2 separate regions of the Hordeum vulgare genome follow, and region 1 is linked to region 2. The links are chromatin contacts, called in public Hi-C maps. All regions are on one chromosome and are shown on one strand. The core of a region is the stretch at or near the end of the contact, and the rest is flanking DNA. Distances in the headings are between cores, read along the strand shown. Region 1 holds the start of LOC123401926 (alpha-1,3-arabinosyltransferase XAT3-like). Region 2 holds the start of LOC123402522 (nucleobase-ascorbate transporter 6-like).

Evidence for each region. Hi-C and Micro-C count contacts between places; a contact is called where the count stands out from the background.
Region 1: a contact with region 2 is called in a Hi-C map of leaf, with 4 times the contacts expected there. The contact joins the promoter of LOC123401926 here to the promoter of LOC123402522 in region 2. A contact is called at or near these places in 2 of 6 Hi-C or Micro-C datasets (leaf and seedling) and 1 of 1 datasets of contacts at active chromatin or transcription factors (embryo).

Annotation. Positions count from the first base shown.
Region 1 is chr6H:509,140,431-509,147,465 of MorexV3_pseudomolecules_assembly, forward strand. LOC123401926 (alpha-1,3-arabinosyltransferase XAT3-like) reads right to left here and starts at 3,888. Exons shown (of 3, transcript XM_045095792.1): 1 at 3,647-3,888; 2 at 3,434-3,541; 3 at 1,591-3,240. The coding sequence starts at 3,770. The coding sequence ends at 1,913.
Region 2 is chr6H:508,962,620-508,970,192 of MorexV3_pseudomolecules_assembly, forward strand. It overlaps LOC123402522 (nucleobase-ascorbate transporter 6-like), which reads left to right and starts at 6,052. Exons shown (of 14, transcript XM_045096442.1): 1 at 6,052-6,534. The coding sequence starts at 6,414.

The DNA of each region.
Region 1 (7,035 bases), core at 2,638-5,137, 180 kb after region 2:
AAATCGCGCCCTCCCGCTCCCGGTCAAACCCTCCGCTGCCAGCCATGGCACAAACGCACCGCCTCTTCTCCATCTCGCCTCGCCTCGCCGTCCGGAGAACCCCACCACCATCTTCGGCTTCGCCCTCCGCCATCCACGTCGCGTCAAGGCAAACCCCCCCTACCCTGCCGAGCCCGCGGCGCAATCTATCCATCGCCCGGCCTTTGTTCCGGGGCTTTTGACGTTAGTCCCTTTCCTCATTCGCGGCATCAATCCTGGGGTTCGCGACAACAATTCCATGTCGCCGTCAACCGTCGTCCACCATCATCTTCGTCCCGGGAACAAGTCCACACGGCATCCTCAGATCGTTTCCGTCCGGGTTCAGGACTGCAGGTGCTGCTTAATTAAACATCCATAGGCCTGCCTGCCTGCCTTTGCGGTTCATTATTTAAGAAGACGGCGAGCAGAGCAGGATTGATTGGAAGAGATAACAATCAGCAGAGGGCATTAGTGGTAACAAAACACCCGGCCACGACTCTGGGCTTTGCTTGCAGACCTGTCACGGACGTCCTCGCTGTGGAGCACTTTCTCTATCCTTTCCTTTCTTGGTGCGTGGATCCGGCGATCGTCGGGCTTTTTCTATCCCCGGCACGAAGCGCCCCAGCTCACGTACGCAGTTTTTGACTTGCTTCGCCGATCGGGTAACGTGTAGCGTGACGTGTGAGGCTGCGACGATCGTCGTGAGTTTTGTGGTTAGGAGTGCCAGTCGATCGTCGGCCATATCTCAGTTACAATTACAAACCGGAGTGGTCAAGAAGAGGACTAGGTAAAACGTAAAAGATGGGGTGGCTTGCTTTTCGATCACTATTTTCCGGGGAAGCATCAACATGTCAATCTAGTCTTGCCAAGACAAGGTTATCTTTAAAAACTGCCCCGAGTTGGATTAGATTAACGCTCCAAGTGGTAGCCAAAGGCCCCCACGGGCGCAACACAATCGTATAGTTGGAATTGACAATTGCCCCCCAATGGGCATATTTGATTTGTGTGTGAAAGAAGTGGGAAAGGCAATGGGCACCTACATTTTGCTCATCACTTAGACAATTTGAAATGAAAGAAATGCAAGTTTTCTGAGGCAGTGGCGGAATGTCAGCGGGATAATCCCGGGCCTTGGGCCCCTTCCTAGAGCAAAACTTGCCAAATATGCTTATATTTCTGCTAATTGCTCTACTAATCCTTTGATGTTTCTAATCATCTAGCCTTTTTTACGTCATAATAAACTCATTTTGGCCCCTCCCAATATTTGGGTCACCCTCCGTCACTGTTCTGAGGAGGAGTTTTGACATTGACTACATTATCATATCCAAGATTTGAATTGAGGCAACGACGTGGGCTACACGGTTGGAGCGAAGCATTTGGGAAACACTTTACACCATGAGAGTAATGCTTATGAGCTCTGGTTGTTTACAACTCTCTTCTTTTGCGAATGTTATAACTTCCTCTCAATTAATGGAATGGAGTAAATCTTCTGTCTTCGTTTTGAAAGGGGAAAAGGGAAAGAAATGGATGAGACACCGGACTCCATCCCTCCACCCTTATGCATTTACAAACACATTTTCTCACCGAAGGAGTATGTAATCCTTGGCCTTCTTATTAGCTTCCACATGCTTCTTCCATCTTACTACTACATTCTGTAGTTGTAGGACTTCATACAGACAGGATGCAGGGATAGCCGCCGATCGCAGGCTTCAAACAACCAAAGAAACTGAACAAATGAACAGCACCAACAGACGAGCAAACCCCTATATATGTTCTTCTACCTATGCTCCAAGATTAACCATCATGGAATTGATCGATCGACCGACCGCGCGCAATGTACACATGATTTCGACGGATCATTACATCCATGATCAGATAGGCCCGGCGATCGCCGCGCTCAGTTGTTGGCCTTGGCCTGGCGCCCATGGGGCAGCAGCTTGAGCGCCTCCATGAACGTGAGCTTGAGCCTGCCCAGGTGCGGCCTCACGTTCTGCTTCTCGAGGTACACCGTCTTGAGCGCCTCCCACCCTTGCTTGTGGATGGAGAGCGGGTCGGTGAGCACCGGGTGGTCCTTGGGGTACTGCTCGCTCAGCGTCGTCTCGTCGAGCTGGATCTTGTAGCCGATGTAGTGGAGCTGCATGTCCTTGGACGGCTCCTCGAAGGTGCCGCGGGCGAGCCACTCCAGCCCTCCGTAGGGCACGACCTGGATCAGCACGGCGCCGGCTGGCAGGAAGAGCATGTTGGTCAGCCCGGCGCCGTGCACGCCCACCATCACGTCCGCCGAGTTCACCAGCCGGGCGAACTTGGACACGTCCGTGTTGCTGTCCGGCTCGCCCACGCGCACGTCGTACCCGAGGCTCATGGCCATGTCCGCCATGGCGCGCTCGTTCAGGAAGGCGCGCGAGTTCTTGCGGGAGATGATGAGGAGCCGCGGCCGGCGCCGGATGTCCCACCGGTCGCCGCTCGGCTCGGCCGCCGCGCGCGACAGCCCGAACGCGCCCCGCAGCATCGCGCGGAAGTCCACCATCGAGTACCCTGCCGGCGTCTTGGACGCGTCCACGCCCAGCTCCTTGTGGAACGTTGGCCCGACCACCACGCCACCGTAGCACCGGACCTCGTCGTCGTTGTCGATGTCGATCACCTCGTACTTGCTCAGCTGCTGGAAGATCTCCAGGTACCGGTTGGTCCACCACGACTTGAAGCTGCTCACCAGGAACTGGACCTCGCCGCCGAACCGGCGCGCCGTGATGAACGCCGGGACGAGCACGTCCGTGTAGTCGTGGAACAGGTTGCCCGTGAACCCGCCGGTGGAGAGCACGAAGGCGGTCGCTGAGCTGTTGACCGTGCAATGCGGCACCGGGCCGCTGGAGGAGAGCGGCCGGAGGGTCCACTCCTTGACGTGCGACAGCGCGTAGGCGTCCTGCTTCCGGCAGTACGGCTTCACCTTCCATTCCCGGTCCAGCGGGCGGACCTGGATGGTCTGGCTGCGGCCCTGCACGCGCACGTCGCCGGCGGCCTCGCACGTGTCCGACCGCCGGCCCGACTCGTAGCACACCGGCTTGCCCGGGAGGCCCACGGCGGCAACGGGCACGGGCGTGGTGCTTGTGCTTGTGCTCACGGGCACGGGCACGGGCACGGGCACGGGCACGACACCCCCGGACGAGGTGTCGGCGGGTTTGGGCCGAACTTCTTCTTCTTCCTCCTCCTCGTCCTCCTCCTCCTTGGCTGCAAATTGCAAAGTCAGCTCAACGTCAGATCTGGCCCGATCCACACAGACACCAGTCGACACCCATGAATTCACTTCCCACACGGGCAGCCACATCAAAATTCCCTCCCGTACCACCCAGTTCCGAACGGAAATGGAAACCATCCCCAAGAACGAACAAGTTCATCACAGGAAGGAAGCAACGTAACATACCAGTTGAATCCGCGGTTGGGAGTACGGCTTCATGGGCGACCTCCATCTTGACGCTCACCTTCCTCATCCCCTGCCGCTCCTCTGCTTTGATGGCCTCCCCTGCCTTCTCTGCAGCACGCACGCACGCAAAGAAAGATTATAAATCCACCCTCGTTCAGACCCAAGAACACACAAGAATCAGTCAGCGCGGCAAGCAAGAGGGCGTGTACGTACCCATGGGGGAGATCCTGGCCCGGATGACGGAGAGCACGACGAGGGACGCGAGCATGAAGGCGATGAGCGAGGCATTCCCCAGCCGCCGCCCGTCGCCTCTCGCCAGGTTCCTGGTGGACTTCATGGCCTGCCTCTCTCTCTCTCTCTCTCTCTGGGTGCGGCTACCGGAAATCTTTGTCCGTCTGTGTATCAGGAATGGTTCTCGAGGGGGGGCGTGGAGTCTTATACCGGCGGGGTGGTGGTGGCGCCTGGCGGCAGAACTAACTGGTTCTGTCGTTGAACGGGCTTCGTTTCTCACCCTGGTTGAATCGGTAGCGGTGTTGACCGCGTGGACAGAGACGAGCTAGCGGACACGCGACGCGATGGGTGACGCGAGGCGGTAGACGTGGAGGCGAGCTACTCTGGCAAGCCAAAGCGAGAGGGCAGGGCAGGGGAGACTTGGGAGAAAGTGACTCCAGCAGCAGATCGAGCTCGCAGCTGCCGCCGTCGGTGACCGGCCCCGGGGCTCCGTCGATCTCCAGGCTCGGTTCCGACAGTAACTGCTGCTCAGCGCCGTCGCTGTCGTCCGTTGGCTCCGGAGTTTGCTCACTTCGAGGCGGATGGCGCACTGTTAAAAGGCTGATGGCAGAAATCCAAGCTTGCTGTTAAAAAGTACGGTAGTTTTGGAGTAGACAACCCCCGAACTCTCCGGAGGCTGAAGCAAGCACTTCTGAAAACGCAGGCGAATCAACAGCATCGCTGTTATTAACTGTAAAAAACAAGGCAGCTAGATCAACCACGGCGCTACCAAATTGCTCTGTTTTACTTGTGCATGTTAGTTTTGTCATAAGTCAAACTTTATAAATTCTGGCCAAGCTTATAGATAAAAGATAGCGCCATCAAGATATTGGATCCTAACACAAATTCATTCATTAATGTGATATCATACTCCCCCCGTCCTAATAAAGTATAATCTTTTTGGAAGTCAAACTTTACAGACTTTGACTGATAATATAGAAAAAAGAACTCATCAACATCTAAAATAACAAATCAATAGAATTAGATCCATCATTAAAGAATTGTAGTTATATGGCATCATAGATGTAAATAAATTTCTAGATAAACTTAGTCAAAATTTATGAAGATTGATTTTCATCAAAAAAATGTGCACTGTATCATGGGATGGAGGGAGTAGTACTTATAATGCTAATAACAACAATGGATGATGATAGGTGGCATATAGGCCTTATTAGTCAGCTCCAAAAAAAAACAATATAGGCCTTATTAGTGGTAGACATTAATTCTTCATCATGACATTCCAAAGAAAAGATTAAACAACATTGTATAAGTGGCAGACATTAACTGTTCATCATGATATTCTAAAGCATGTATTAGACATCAATGTACAGATTCAATAATCATGGTAATTAATACTCCCTCCGTCTGAAAATACTTGTTCCAAAAATGAATATAATGGATGTATCTATAACTAAAATAAGTCTAGATACATTCATCTCTAAGACAAGTATTTTCGGACGGAGGGAGTACTATAACAACATGTGCTACCAAGATGAACAAAGCATGTGACTTGTTGATTCCCTCGCGATGTATTTTGAATCTTCGCGGAACCATGGTTCAACTTAACCACCGTCATCTATCTTTTTGTTGAGGAAAAAAAGATAACCATAGCTATATGTTGTTTATTCATATGGGATATGAGTCGGTTTGTGTGTGCATACAAATCAAAGTCTAGAGGGTATAACATCCAAAATTCTCTTCCAAAGCATTGGTTCCTATTTGTTCTTTTCTCCCAGAGCACGAAATATGTCATTTCTTGATGCAACTTTGCACATGCATAAAAGGCACAAACATTTTGTAATGTAAAATCATATTTTATCTCATTTTTATTAAGTATTTCTAATGGTTTTCTTGGTGATGACCTTTGTATTAGTCTGTTGTGAGATTAAAAATACGATAAGCTAAAATAGCCTATAAATCTAAAGGGGTATAATGTAAATCCTCGGGTCGAGGGACATGGATAACTCGTTCTACAAGTCATCCCTCGTCTTCTTTTCTTCGTTGATACAATTAGTGTGTACTTGTGTTCAGTTGGAAAACTTAGATCTAATCAAATTGGAATTTGGTGGAACAGAACCAAGAAATGGGTTTCTGGTGTCAAACTGATTAGAATAGAATATTTTGTTTTCGTACAACAACACACTTTGTTTAGAATTTCTCAACATGTTTACTCGTATAAAGAAAAATCATGCAATAAATGGGACCAATAATGGAGACCATCACTCAAAATTAAAGCATAACAAAAAAGATTATGGGATTCTGGGTTCGAACATCTACCTTCATGGAAAAGCATGACCTCGTGAAAATCATATGCACGAGTCTTGATCTCTCTTATGATACTTATTGGAAATATGCCCTAAAGGCAATAATAAAGTGGTTATTATCATATTTTCTTGTTCATGATAATCGTTCATTATCCATGCTAGAATTGTATTGACCGGAAACTTAAATACACGTGTGGATATATAAACAACACCGTTTCCCTAGTAAGCCTCTACCAGGCTAACTCGTTGATCAAAGATGGTTAAGGTTTCCTAACCATAGACATGAGCCGTCATTTTATAACAGCATCACATCATTAGGAGAATGATGTGATGGACAAGACCCAACCATAAGCATATCATTTGATCGTATCACTTAGTTTATTGCTACTTCTTTCTTCATGTCAAGAATATGTTCCTAAGACCATGAAATCATGCAACTCCGTGACACCGGAGAAATGTCTTGTGTATATCAAACGCCACTTCGTAACTGGGTGATCATAAAGGTACTCTATAGGCATCTCCAAGGGTACCTGTTGGGTTGGCATTGATTAAGAATCGATTTGTCACTCCGTATGACAGAGATATATCTCTGGGCCCTCTCGATAGTACAACATCACAAGAAACTTGCAAGCAATGTGACTAAGGAGTTAGTCACGGGATCTTTTATTACAGAACAAGTAAAGAGACTTGCTAGTAATAAGATTGAACTAGGTATGGAGATACCGACAATCGAACCTCGGGAAGTAACGTACCGATGGACAAAGGGAACTGCATACGGGGTTGACTGAATCCTTGACATCATGGTTTAACCGATAAATATCTTTGTGGGATATGTAGGAATCAATATGCGCATCCAGGTCCAGCTATTGGTTACTGACCGGAGAGATCTCTCGGTCATGTCTACATGATTCTCGAACCCATAGGGTCCGCAGACTTAACGTTTGATGATGATATAGTATTACTGGAATATGTATGTTAGTGACCGAATGTTGTTCGGAATCCTAGATGAGATCCCAGACGTGATGAGGAGCTCCGAAATGTTCTGGAGGTAAAGATTCATATATTGGA
Region 2 (7,573 bases), core at 4,802-7,301:
TGCTATTTTCCTTGAGCGGAATCGCAAATACGAGCAAAAATGTGAAGGATAGATTTCTCCAATCTAGTTTGCAACTTGTATCTTGCATACCGGCAACTAGTACAATGGTAGTCTATTTTCCTTCAGAGATTCCAACCCTAGTTGCGAGTTTGCCACATTGGTTCAAAAGATCGAATCATGGGTTTCACGGTTTGCGTAGACTAAAACAGTCCTACACACCCATATGTTTGTAACAGGCAGACAATTGTGATTCTCAGCTTGTTCTCATATGCTATCTCGCGGAGTAAGGCCTTGTTTGGGACTGTTCTGCTTCATCAAAAGTAGCTCTGCTTCATTAAATTTACTTTGGAGCAGTTTCATATGAAAGTTGTAGCTCTTTCAAAGAAAACGTTTGACTTTTATCCAGCTCCATCTTCACGAATGGAAATTTTGATGGAAAAGATCTATTTGATTAGATGAGACGAGAGAAACGAAAGGGTATCCACTTACACGTGGCAGTGGTGGGTAATTTTGCTCAAACTCCAGCTTCTACAATTTTATGGAGCACCTCCTAAAGAGCTTCATAAAAAACAGAAAGTTGAATCCCAGATTCTAGTTTTTTTGTGGAGCTGTATATCGTGAAGCTACCCCGTTTGGCTTATGTTTTTTAGATCGGAGGTGAATTTTCTAGAGTAAAGCAGTCCCAAACAGACCCTAAATATCAGGTGCTCCCACGAAACGGAACTTTTAAAACCTAGATGTATATACATCTTATATGTAAAAAAAATAGTAATTCAATAAAAAGTTAAAAAATTGTAAAAATATTTTTAAAATAAACTTGACCTTCTATTATACTTGTAACAAAAAATTTCACAAAAAGAAAATTAAACTTTGACTTCTTTTTAAAAAAGATAAATTTTCAATCAAAATAATGTGAATAGTTACTTATAATAACGAATAAATTTTGTATGTCTGTCCAAAAGTCAATGTTGACTTTGTTTTCGTAAAAAAAATATAGTAGTGTAAAACAAAGTCAAGCTTAATCTAAAAATACTTTGGAACTATTTTGACTTTTTAATTAATTATTATAAAAATATATTTATATACGGTGCATGTATAACAAGAAACAAAAGTATATTTTCCGTCCCCACACGCATCAGGTGCTACTACATTGGTACGAAGTCTCACGAGGAGATCCAACGTCCACGGGACAAGATGATGTATCCATGCGCAATTCTTAGATTTATAGATGGTCTTTCTGCAAATTTTGGGAAGCTCGGCCTACAATCATTGGATCTTTGATCCAACGGCTCCCAAAAGCTCGTATCATGGGAGCATCTAAGGTTCCGTATCACCGGAAATTTTCCCTTATCTTCCCTCATGCGGCTCTTGCCATTTATTTGATTATTTCTAGCCCCTTCTCCTCGGCCTGACTCATTGGTTCCATTTCCCCCAGGCTTGCTTTCTCCACATATATATCTGAGTAGTTGTAGTGTCGTGGCCTTAGAGACGGAGTGAAGTTCTAGACTTCTAGTTGTAGCATGTATTGAAATTGCGTGCGTTCTCCGTGTTCAAATCGTCCTGCTTTGGCGCCTCCTCCTCCTCTTTCGAGCTCTCCTGCTTCAGAGAGTTTGGAGGCACGCAAGTCGCAATGCGAGTTGGGTGGCGTGCCTTAGGGTGTGTTTGGTTGCTCGACTCGCATCCTTCATGCAAATTCTCAGATGTTTGGTAGACTGCACGTTCCACTCGCCCTGGTCCAACCCATGCAAAATAGAGCTCCCAACCAGGAATCAGGCATTTCCGTGAGCCAACCCCGTACCTGCTCCTGCGTCCACAATTAAAACAAACTGTACACTTGATTGCCCCGAATATTTACCGAAATTACTTCACAATTGCCACTGCAGCTTCCCGTATCCAATCTTTCTTCTTCCCCTCCACCACCGAACCACATCGGATCGAGCACATCCACACATCGTCGCCACCGTCGCCATTAGTTCCTTCTTTGGGCAATGAACCCGACCCTCTCAACGACCCCTCCCGCCAACCACCCGTCCGCGCTCAATCCCCACGACCCCATCGCTGGACGAGCGCTCAACAGGAGCCGGGGCGGAAGGAGAGGCGCGTCGTTGCCTTCTCGGGCGGACCGCCATGAGTCATTGCAACATCATGAAGTACGGGTGCTGAAGATCACGCGGATGACGCTCACCCGGCAAGATGTAATCTTTTGCCGCCTCCCCATGGCCACGACGACAACGCTGCGTATAACATATGAGCTCTTGGCTTGCAACTTATGTAATCCACCAAGAGCAGCAGGTCTAATCCACGAAGAAGCAAGAACTCTAATCCAACCTACTAAACACCGTAGGTCGCATACAATGTCTCTCATCCACACATTCCCTACAGTCCACCAAACATACATCTCAGTTCATCCTTGCATCCGCTTCACCACGCCAAGCTCAGCCAGTATCATCCATGCGACGCAGGGTAGAGCTACCCAAGAAACCAAAGACACCCTTAGCGTCGCACATCTCCACTTGGATCTTCGTCAGGCGCTCCAGGGTCAGTATCTTGTAGGTCACTATTGTGTGGACCATGACGACCGACGAACTGCAAGGTCAAAGTAGACTGGAGTTTGAAGGGCCACGGTAGCGGTCGTGGATGGATGAAGAAAAGGGGAATTGGGGACAAGACTAGTTTAGCCTCGCGTGTTAGGCTTAAATGGTCGGTTTTGGTCCCTCCGACGACGCCATGAATGCGTCCTCATGAACCAAAGGAGGCACCAATGTATCCATGGTTTTTCACAAGGGCCTCTCCCGTTAGTCCAAAATGGCGGATATGTCTAAGCCTCCCATATTCGTTGCATATATGGGCTTGATTTAAGGGATGTCGGACAACCCAAAAGTTTAGGCTCACAGGGTGCCTGATTGAGCGGCAATTTCATGTGCGGTCTGTCCTAGGTCGGGTTGTAGATGCTCTAACATGTTTTTTCCCTCTAAAACTAGATGCTCTAACAAGCTAAAAACAATGGTTACATCATCAACACAAGAGTTGCAGTTCGCGTATCATTTTTGTCTCTAGACGTGAGTACACATGCGGTTAGGGTGTCTAAACCTTCCGGTGATGCCCTCGTCGACTGCCTCATCTCCGTAGCCTTAGGATCATGAAGGCGAAGTGGACCTGAGACCTTACCGTCCGGAGGGTTCGTGTTTCGTTTTTAAGTTGTGTTCTTAGGTTGATTATATGGTTTGTGTCATGTTCAGTGGCAGCTCCTTGAATATGAAATAAGGTCCTTCCCGCCTTCTCCCCGTTCTGAAGGTGTCCGTGGCATCGTTGGAAGACATGCAAAGGTGTTTCTCCAAGGAAAGTGCCCTTCTGCTTCCGAGCTCAAATGAGCTCCGTGAACAGCAAAATCGTTTTTCTCTTTCGAAAAAACTTCAAGAAATTCTGATTTTTTTTATGATCAACATTGACAAAAGTTCTCAACGCATGAAAAAATGAGGCCTGAAATAACATTCATACAAGGCACGAAAAAAATTTGATATTCTGAAAATGCGCATTTTCAAAGTACCGATTTTGTATTTTTTGCCACACCTTATAGAAATGCTATTTCAAGCCAAAAATTTGCATGCATTTAGAACTTTTGTTAGTGTTGCTCACAAAAAAATTCAGATTTTTTGGAATGTTTCCCGTTTCTTTTTGAATTTACTGTTCGACGTGGTTAAATGAGCTCGGGAGTAGAAACTCTGTGTCCTTTCTCCAAGAATTTACTGTTCAACGAGGTTAAATGAGGTTAAATGTTTCCTGTTTCTTTTTTCAGACCATTTTTATTTTTATTTTTCTATATATATAAGATAAAAAAGCCCAATAGATCAAAATTAACAAAAAAATAGCCCACTATGTCAAAATCGATCCAAATAATAACCGAACAGGTCGAAATCAACCCAAATAACGGTCTAAAATACTAAAATCCTAACAAGCCAGCGGGCCTGATGTGCCGATGGGTCGACCCGTATAGCCTCCGAACCGTGCTTGCGCCTGGACCCCGAGCATGTGGACCGGCAATAAACGGACCGTGCCGTGCCAAACACGATTCTGACGGGCCGTGTCGGGCAGCCCGTTTGGGCAGGTACGCTCCACTCGAACGGCTCTACGGTACCAGCACTGACCAAGCACACTCTTTCAGCCGATCCGCCGTCAATTCCAATCAGACGGCTCCCGTTCGACACCCCCACAACGCAACAGGGGAACCCGCGCTCTCTAGCCCAAGCCGCGCTTTTACTCCTGACACCTTTGCTGCGTGCACAGCCCTTAAATCGGCTTTGTGCAAGACGCATGCAGCACAGTATAGTACTGTAATACCTACTCCCAGCAATAACGTTTGACCACCTTGCGCGTTCATCACGCTCCGTAATCAATTCCGTAAACGCAAGCCGACCGACAATGAACGCAGAAGAGAGTTTTGGCGTGACATCCTTCACTCCGCTGCATTTACTTCTTCAGGTTCTGAACAGTCGCGGGTATCCCTCGCTTGTCCCATTTTGCTTGCTTCCCCTGTAGGAGTACTACTACTGCACTGCCTAGTCATCATCAGAGAGCTACTCCTACATACATACACACGCCAACCTGCTGCCAACCTTCATTGATCGCTTCAAATGAATCATTGCATGCACGGCCGGGATCTCCATGCACGCATTTTCCCTAATCAATGCCCACCCTGTGGTACTGCTCCTGCTAAAACCCAGCCAGCGCTTCTCTTTTTGCCGGGAAAACCTCAGCGGTTCGAGGCAGGTTAGCTACTACCGGTAATAAACTACACTGCCCTGGGTTAACGACCACGGGGGGATGGTCAGGACATGCACTTTGCTCGCGGTAAGTATAGTGGACTAGTGGAGCTGTAGTTGGACGATGGCCAGCAGGCGGCAGCAGCAGCATGTGGTGGTCTCTGTAGATTAGATTTGATCCGCACGACGGTGTTTCATTCAGGAATAAATAAATGGGGGAATAATGTACATGCCGTGCCGTGGGGCTGTCTGCGGATTGGATTGCTGCTGCGTGTGAGCCCGTCCGTGACTAATCCAATCATCGCGTAGATGGAGAGAGAGGCTGCCCCGGCGAGGAAAAAGCGAACGAAATGCTGCCGCGGCAGTAAACGGGGGGTGCCGGCAAGGGCGGCAGCAGGCGGATGAGCACAATGATAGGGGGCCGCGGTGCGTACGGCGGCGCTGCTTTGCGTTCGCGTACAGGTCGCCAAAAGCATCATCCCTGTACGCACCTGCGTGCTGTTTTCACATCTCCCGCGGAACAGGACACGGGAAAGTGAAAAGAGGAGGGAGCCCGTCCATCCGGCTCGTACGAGTACGAGTAGTACTAGTACCTCCTCATCATGTATATGTATACAAGGCATTTCCTGCCGAAAACAGGCACAATAATTCAGTCAGTCGACATGGCTTTTACCCTTCTTTTTCCTCTTGTCTTGCATAGCAGCTCCCCAAGGAAAAGCACTGTAGTGCAGTGCATGCACTGCCGTGGCAGTGCTGGGCCGGGCAAGGTGGAAAACCCCTTTCTTCACGCACAATCCATGATGGAACCACGTTCCCAGCCACGCCGCCGACCAGGAAACCCGGGGCGAGTCGAAGAGCCATCCAGCCAGGCAACAAACAACCGGGCCAGGAAACGGGAACGGAAAACCGAATGCCCAAATCTATCCACCACCACTCCAAAAATACGCTTCCCTGAAAGATTTCACCGCGAATGCGGAACTCCCATCCGAGAAGCGGAGAAGCCACGCAGAAGCGTCGTCTCCGCCGAGCACGAGCAGGGGCAGGGGAGAGAGAAGAGGAGTGCTACGTACGTACTAGTACTGGTACAGTGGGATACTTGTAGCTACAGGGGAGATTCGCGGTGGGGCGCAAGGGGCCGCACGCGCAGGACAAGCGGGGGCGTAAATGCGGTTTTGGACCGCTGCGCCGGCGTGCGCGGTGCCGTGAACCGCTCCCTCCCTCCCTCCCTCGTCCTTCCCTCCCCACGCCAAAGGCAAAACCGAGGCAGAGAGAGAGAGAGAGGGGGTAGGGTGACGACGCGGGGCAGAACAAAACAACCGCTTCCTCCTGCCACCCCGCTCTGCACCGCAGCAGCGGCGCGCCGTGCTGGAGCCGCTTTTTTGACCGCTTCCGACGGACCCACCACCCAGCAGCGCAAGCACCACACGCTAGCGGTAGCGTCCTTCCTTGGGAGGAGCCGTGGTACTACTACCATACCATACCACCACCACCACTACCACCACTGGAGGCCGCTGTACCGCTACGCCACTCCCCCACTCCTCACTGCCCCGCTACCGCTCCACGGGCTCGCATTGTGGCTCTGGTTTGAGGTCTCGGGAGGAGGAGGAGGAGGAGCGCGCGTGATCTGAGGCGGGGCGGAGGGGCGCGGGAGAGATGGCCGGAGGCGGGGGCGGGGGCGGGGGCGGGGGCCAGAAGCAGGACGACATGGCGCCGCACCCCGTCAAGGACCAGCTGCCCGGGGTCTCCTACTGCATCACCAGCCCTCCTCCGTGGCGTGAGTGCTCCGCTCCGCTCCCTTCCTCCCTCCCTTCCTCTCGTATCACCGGCGGTTTTCCGGGCGTCCGTTTCGGGGTTTCTCTTCGCGGGGCTGGGTTTTCCCGGTCGCGATGGCGACGGACGGGCTGCTTGCTTGCTTGCTGGTCATGCCGTTGCTCCCGTCGTTTTCGGGGGTGGTGGGTTTCGTGGCCTCGGTGGTTGGTGGATGGGGCTCGCAGATGCGCCTCGCTTTCGCTCGGGCTTGTTGCGCGGCGAGGAACCGCCGCCAGATCTGCCTGCCCGCCTGCCCGCCCGAGCTTTCCTCCCCGGTTTCTCACTCGGATATTCCTCCAAAATAAAAAGCGGGCTGCCTTTTCCGTTTTGTTCCCCCTGCAAGTAGTTTATTAATGCGCTTTAATGAGGTTCCGCGTTGAATATCCTCTGCATAGTTTATCTGTATCCGATAATAATAGCTGACGCTGCAAAGCTTTGACCCGTGTTGATTGATGGCTTGATGCTACTCGACATTCAACAGACAAGGAATTTGCATGATTGTCGGATGGGTGGGGTTTTTTCGATGGATTTTCTTGGTGTTGTTCCCACCTTTGATGTTCAAGTCGCGGTCTGGTTTCTCAATCTACCTTTGATTCTGGCTTCTATTCTCACGAGTTTTCGGGAATCTGGTGCTATATTTGTGATTTTGTACGGTGGTAGTACAAATGAGCCAAGGTTTCATATGAACTCACGCGTTGACTCGTTTCTGCTTTACCGCGTGCACCGGGCGTTCTTTCCGGTTACTATATAAGTATATTGTTGCCGATCTACTATCTTCTTCTATGTTTACTTGGCGTGTTCCGTGCTGTGGTTCCAGTGAATTCCTAGGCACTGACCGTGTCGGTAGGTGGTTCCAAACCGGAGGTCCGTGTCCACCCATCGTTGTCACACTCAGCTGCATTCATGCTCCAGATACTTGGCAGGGCGTTTTCATTTCCATTTTCTGCCTTCTGCGTTATCAGACATTCTTTGTTTGTTTTAGATAGATAGTAGTAGCTTGTTTC